Regions from separate parts of the Mus musculus genome. Here region 2 is linked to region 1. Evidence: chromatin contacts called from public promoter capture Hi-C data. All regions are on one chromosome and are shown on one strand. The core of a region is the stretch at or near the end of the contact, and the rest is flanking DNA. Distances in the headings are between cores, read along the strand shown. Region 1 holds the start of Mlkl (mixed lineage kinase domain-like). Region 2 overlaps Adat1 (adenosine deaminase, tRNA-specific 1).

Region 1 (3,253 bases), core at 350-2,849:
ATGTGGCACACACACACACACACACACACACACACTCATGAAAGAAAGGAATAAATCCATTTACAGATCAGATCACAACATGGAGAAAATAACTCCCTGAAATTCCAATCTGCCTTTAAAACATAAGTAAAAAAGTAAAACCAAGGACTGGAGAGATGGCTCAGCGGTTAAGAGCACTGATTGCCCTTCTGGAGGGCCCGAGTTCAATTCCCAGAAACCACACGGTGGCTCACATCCATCTGTAATGGGATCTGATGCCCTCTTCTGGTGTGTCTGAGGATAGCAACAGTGTACTCACATAAAACAAATTAAATAAATCTAAATCTTACCAAAAAAAAAAAAAAAAAAGTGAAAAAGCAGCCAAACTGAAATCAAGCATGTGAGTAATTAGTTTTCCTTGTCCCCAGGATTCCTGGGCAGGAGGCACAGGCATTAATGTCAGAGTACTCTTTAATGGCTGAGCCATCTCTCTAGCCTGTCAGGACGCTCTTAGAGAAAAATCAATGGATCTCGGGGCCCAGCCATTCCCAGATGGTGAGCCCAAGTCGTCAAGGCTCTTTCTTGGATGTCTGAGAGCAAAGGAGAAAAATCTGGAAGCACTACTAAATATATTAATTACTCATATCCTCCCCCCCCCCCCCAGCCTGGACTATACAGTGAGTTCCAGGCCAGCCAGAGCTACACAGTGAGATCCTGTTTCGATAAACAAATAAATAAATAGTCTAAAAAAAATCAGATGCCCTTTAAAAAAAAAACTTTACGTTAGATTATTCGTGAAATGGGCCCCAGAAAAGGAAGAGGGCGTTCATAGTTAAGAACTGGAATCCCGCTGAGTAATGGTGGAGCATACATGCCCTTAGTCTCAGCACTTGGCAATCAAGAGGCAGGCAGATCTCTGAGATCATGTCCGGCCTGGTCTACGGAACAAGTTCCAAGTTCCAGTGCAGCCTGAGCCACCCAGAGAAACCCTGTCCTGAGTCCCCGCTTCCCCCACCCCTACCCCAAACCCCCGTAATCGTCTGTGCTGGAAATTAATTGTCCTACTGACTACCCATCTACTCTACGACTTGGGCACCTCGGGGCGGGTCCCCAGTCCCCACCTTTTGCCTTTCCTCGAATGCCATTCCTCGATCTCCATCCTCCTTGGGCAAAAAAAGGTCAGCAGAGATCTCAGCAGAATAACAGCCCAATTTAGTTAGGGAATCGAAACCAACTCACCCTAAGTTCCAGGAAGTCCAATCTGTGATTCTGGGATTCTCCTGCTTCCTCCTGCCGCGCTACAGCTCACTGGATTCTACGTGATCTCCGAGGGGCGCTCGTCCGGTCTATCCTGCGCTCAGTTCCTGTAGGATCATCAGTCTCCCGCCGCTCCCGGACCGCGGTCTTCTGCCTCGTTGACAATGCACGCCAGGTCGGAGCAGGTCCCCGGTGTCCTGAGTCCCCTCCCTTGGTGCAACCTTAAAGCTCTCGCCTCTCGGAGGAACTCCGCACCAGCCGCGGTTCCCGCCTAAAGTCAAATTTGGGCCAACGCAGCAATGCTCCAGCAGAGTCCTCAAAACCAACCTGTCCGACAGCTATTTCTGTCCAGAGTTCTGCTCCGGAAGCCGCGGCCAGTTTGACACGCCTTCCCCCGGCTTTCTACTCCTACTGGAGATATGCCAGCTTCCCACACCCGCTCTCTGGACAGCTCCCAGTTGAAGCCCCTAGTTGGCTGATTCTTTCCCCAAATCCATTAAATAGTTACTCTTCCCAGGTTCTCTGTTTGAGGTCTTGAATTTGGGGGTTGAGAAAATAAGGTTGCAGAGAGCCCTGATAGCCAGTGTAAGGGATAGCCTGGAACTTCAGCATAATTAAAAAAAAAAAAAAAGAAAGAAAAAGAAAAAGAAAACGAAAGTGAGGCGGATGTCCTGAGTCATTTTCCTCTCTCGAGGCAAAAGGCCTTGTCCTCTGACTTCAACGTGTGCACTGGCCCTGGCACGCAAACGCATGCATACCACACCGGTAAATACATAAAAATGGAGGTAACCCGTAGAAGTGCTGAGGCGGTTCCTTTAGCTGCTTTGTGTTGAATAATCCTGGGGCAGGGGATGGAGAGTAATGGAGGAAGTTTAAGGGAGTGTGAAGTTACCCAAGTAGGGGTCAGTTCCTTTTTTTCCCCTTCTAAGGTCATCTCCAAACTTTGTTATTTTTCAAGATGAGTTTATTATTTGTCAGTTATACCCCCAGTTAGCTAGTATAAGAAATAACCTTTCATTAGCTAGTTGGTGGTGGCACAGACCTTGAGTCCCAGCACTCAGGATCTCTGTGAGTTCGAGGCCAACCTAGTTTACAAATCCAGTTCCAAGAGCGCTAAAGCTCTACACACACACACACACACACACACACACACACACACACTCAGATATATGTTGAGATATATATCTCAAAAATAAAACTAAAACAAAATTTAAAAAGAGGAAGGAAAGAAAGAAGAAAATGCCGTTGGCTGACTCATGCTATATAGCTGGGAAAGAATAGAAATAAATTGTATGGGGAGACATTTTACTTTGAGGCAACATAGTTCAGGGATGTCTGGGGGGCTTAGTTTACCTGTTTTCTCACTTCTTTTCTTTATTAAAGATTTATTTATTTTATATTATGTGAGTACACTGTCATTGTCTTCAGACATACCAGAAGAGGGCATCAGAACCCATTACAGATGGTTGTGAGCCACCATGTGGTTGCTGGGACTTGAACTCATAACCTGTGGAAGAGCAGTCAGTGCTCTTAACCACTGAGCCATTGCACCTGCTCCATTTTCTCTCTCTCTCTTTTTTTTTTTTTTTTGCCCTTTCTCCCCACAGACATTCCCCACAAGATCTCATGTAGCCCAGGCTGGCATGGAATTCACTGTGTAGCCAAGAGTGTTCTTAGACTGTTGGTCCTCCAGCCTCCCCTCCTTCATCCTGGGATAACAGAAGTGCACCACCACACTTCTTTTCTGTGGTGCTGTGGATTGAACCCAGGATTCTGTGTTTGCTAGGCAAGTTCCCTATCACCGAGCCAGCCCCCTCTTTGTTTTGTGACAATGTCTCTCTAAGTTACCTGAGGAGGTCTTGAACTTTTGTGATCCCTGCTTTCTTAGCCTCCCATGTGGCTGGAATAACAGACTCGGGCCATCAGGCCCACTTTGTAATTGTTCTCCCTTGTCAGTTGTCTTAGGTCTAGAGATTTATGTATGTGCCTGCCTTAGTTAGGGTTTTACTGCTGTGAA
Region 2 (3,253 bases), core at 192-2,691, 640 kb after region 1:
TACATGTACTATGGCATGTGTAAATGTGTGCACATTCATGTGCTATGGGATATGTGAGTGCATGCATAGGTGCATACAAAACAAACAAACAAACAATGTATGAATGTAGTTAAAATCTCTCAGCCCGGGTTGGTGAGATGGCTCAGCAGTCCAGAGTGCATATTGGCTTTACAGAGGACCTCAACTCGGTTCTCAGTACCAGAGTCTGGTGGCTCCACCTCCTCATTCAGCAGCCCCTGGCCTCTGTGGTCATCTTCACCCAAGTGTAGACTCTCACACACACACACACACACACACACACACACACACACACACACGTAAAAACAAACAAGCAAACCCCCCTGCTCATCCTTTTCAGTGAGCTGTTTCGTGATCTTTCCAGAATATTCTAGTGTCTCAATGGACACAGAGGCTGTTTTTCTTCGGGATAAAGAGAATTAGCCTCTACTATGCAGAGTAAAAACCAAGCTTCTTAACATGAGCATCTTTTATGAGGTTATTGGTATTTCCCATTGTTTTACACACTCCCTTCTTGAGTCTAACAATGCCATCTGAGGTCCCCAGAGAGTCCAGAGGGGGCCTCACAATGCATTCACTTAGGGATGAGCGGTGAGGGGCCTGCTTCTTCTAGCAGCTGCTGGTCCTAGGATAGAGTGAGCTGGAATCCCTGTACCAGTAATGTTCAAAGGTCATTAGGTGGCTACAAGGGAAATCAATTTTGCAAAATGCCATTTCGCTCAGTTCTGACACTGCTTAACTTTGCTTTACAGTTGGCAAGTAAGCTGGGAGAGGCTGAGTGCTTTGCCTAGTTACCCCTGGGAGAAATGGTACCAGGGTCTGATACTGGCCCCTTCAGTCCCCAAGGTTTTGCTGCCCTGCAGAGTCTTCCTTCTAATTCATATTCTGTCTGTCAGTCAGTCTGTCTGTCTCTATCCTTATCTTGCAGATAAGGATTAAGTTCTCAGCCTGCCTACTGTCATGCTCCCACTATGATGGTCTTGGACTCACCCTCTGAGACCTAAGCTGCCATTAAAAGCTTCCTCCTGTGGGTTGCCCTGGCCATGGTGCTTGGTCACAGCAGGAGAAAAGTAACTAAGACAAGTGGTCTACCCACGAACTCTCGTTGAACAGATAAAAGAACATTGCAGCCCACAGAACAGCTGGCCTTGCCCCCAACTCATACAGACAATAGGGTTAGAAGGTGACACACTCCAGGTCACACAGGGAACACTGACACACTGTGACAGGCTGGAGAGCTGCACCATAGCACTGGAGAGGTGATCCTCCTGATTCAGGGGGTAGCGGTAGCTGAGTTGGCCTCTAGAAGTGTGAGGGTAAAGACTCTAAGAGAAGCCACAGTCAGCAGAGTGGGGGCCAAAGAGGAGACTGAGTCAGTCCCAAACAGATCCAGAGCACAGCAGGAAACCCGCCCCTCTACCACAGGAAACACAAGAAACAAAGCACAGACCTTTGTAACCCTGATTCCTTAGATAAGCAACCAAAGGTACAGCCAAGCAAAAGAGAAAGTACATAAATTTGACCTTATTAAAATTCAAAACTTTTGTGCAGTAAAAGGCGCTATCAAAACAGGGAGCAGCAGAGAGGACTCAGTGGTTAGGAGCACTGGCTGCTCTGCCGAATCCTGGTTCAATTCCCAGCACTCTCAAGATGGCTCTCAAAACTGTAACTCTAGTTCCAGGGACTCTGACACCCGTTTCTGGCCTCTGTGAGCACTGCACACACATAGTGCCCAGACATATATGGAGGAAAAAGACCTACACACATAAAGTAAAATGAACAAAATCCTTTTTAAAAAAGTAAAAAGGGCTGGGTCTGGAGGCACATGCCTAGGTGGGAGGATCTCTGTGAGTTCAAGGCCAGCCTGGTCCATAGAGACCTGAGTTTGGTCCTTGGGATCCACAAGGTGGAAGAGGAGAACTGAACCCCACAAAATGTATTCTGACCTCCACACGGTCCCCCAAAATACATGGATGTAATTTAAAAATTAAAAATAAAGACAAATCAGTTACAGAATGGGCAAGGAACGAGAGCAGATATTTCTCCAAAGAAGACTACAAATGGTTAGCAAGCACACAGCACATAAAAGATGCCCGTAGTATCAGTGACTGGGAAATGCAGAGCGAAACAAGGAGCAGCCCTTCAGACCTGACAGCAATCACAAGCGTGGGGCAGGATGCAAGGCAGCTGGGGCTCCTCTCCAGGGTTCGTGGGAATGGCCATGGCACAGGTGCTGGGAAGATGGTTCACTCATCCTAAAAAGCTAGCCATGTGGTAACCACATGGCCCGCTATTTCACTGGTATGTGTGTTCCCTAGGAGGAATTACAGCATACAAGACAGGTACCTGGTTGTTCACACCAGCACCATTTGTAATAGCAGCCTGGAGCAGAACGTCCCCAAGGCCTCACTGAAGAGAGGAGAGGCCAATGAGGGGTAAGCAAGCTGCTCACCCATGCAGTGAACATGGCGCCAGTGCACACAGCGAGTGCGCTGTGAGACATGTTGGGTAGGTGAGGCAGACACAGAGGACCATGGGGAAACCACGGGGAAACCACGGGAAAGGGCTGCATTTATAGGAAGTATCCAGAAGACAGAAACAGAGAAAGTAAGTGTAGCAAAGGAGGGATTTCCAAGGGCCAAGGAGGAGGAGGATGTGAGGGAGGAGGAGGAGGGGGAGGAGGGGGAGGAGGAGGAGGAGGAGGAGGAGGAGGAGGAGGAGGAGGAGGAGGAGGAGGAGGAGGAAAGAGTAATTAGTTTCCTTTTGGGGGAAATGAAAAAGTCTCAGAATTGGATAGGAAGGGTTGAATTCATAGCTACCCTCTCCCCAGCCCCAGAAAGCTGTACCTGGCCCTAGGGCTTCCAATCTCTTTCTTTGTTGTTCCCTGTGGAAAACCATTGGCTGTAACATCCAAGGGCTGCTGAGGGACAGCGCTCCAGCTGATAGCTAGGAAGAGAGGAATCCTGGGGTTAAAACCTGGCCAGAGGCTTCTCTCGGCAGTGGGCAGCAGGTAGAACAGAGCTAGAACTGGTCAAAGTGCAGAGTTAATGTCCACTCAGTGTAGCCCCGAATGGGACAACTGCATCAATCCCCACTTCCAAGGCTCGGGGCGCACAGCAGTGGAAGAACGAACGACAGAGCTGGGGGGAGGGGGACAGGCTGGGAAATGTTCTCTGGACAGTTATGGCTGCCTCGCCAGCGTAGCCATGGTTATCTGCAAAATATCCAGCCAAGC

Evidence for each region. Promoter capture Hi-C pulls out the DNA fragments that hold promoters and counts their contacts.
Region 2: a contact with region 1 is called in a promoter capture Hi-C map of liver, with 2.6 times the contacts expected there. The contact joins the enhancer-like site here to the promoter of Mlkl in region 1. A contact is called at or near these places in 6 of 39 promoter capture datasets (the C10 cell line, HPC-7-derived erythroid cells, liver and 2 more) and 2 of 484 Hi-C or Micro-C datasets (LSK cells and embryonic stem cells).

The regions. Positions count from the first base shown.
Region 1 is chr8:111,336,606-111,339,858 of GRCm38.p6, forward strand. It overlaps Mlkl (mixed lineage kinase domain-like), which reads right to left and starts at 1,600. Exons shown (of 11, transcript NM_029005.3): 1 at 1,219-1,600.
Region 2 is chr8:111,975,175-111,978,427 of GRCm38.p6, forward strand. It overlaps Adat1 (adenosine deaminase, tRNA-specific 1), which reads right to left. Exons shown (of 10, transcript NM_013925.5): 8 at 2,865-2,964. Among named protein-coding and RNA genes, the nearest start is that of Adat1, 16 kb to the right of the region's middle. Within about 2 kb of position 1,442, at least 49 of the 459 cell types and tissues checked have an H3K27ac peak or open chromatin away from gene starts, as enhancers often do. A contact at or near this core is called in LSK cells and liver, where this site is marked.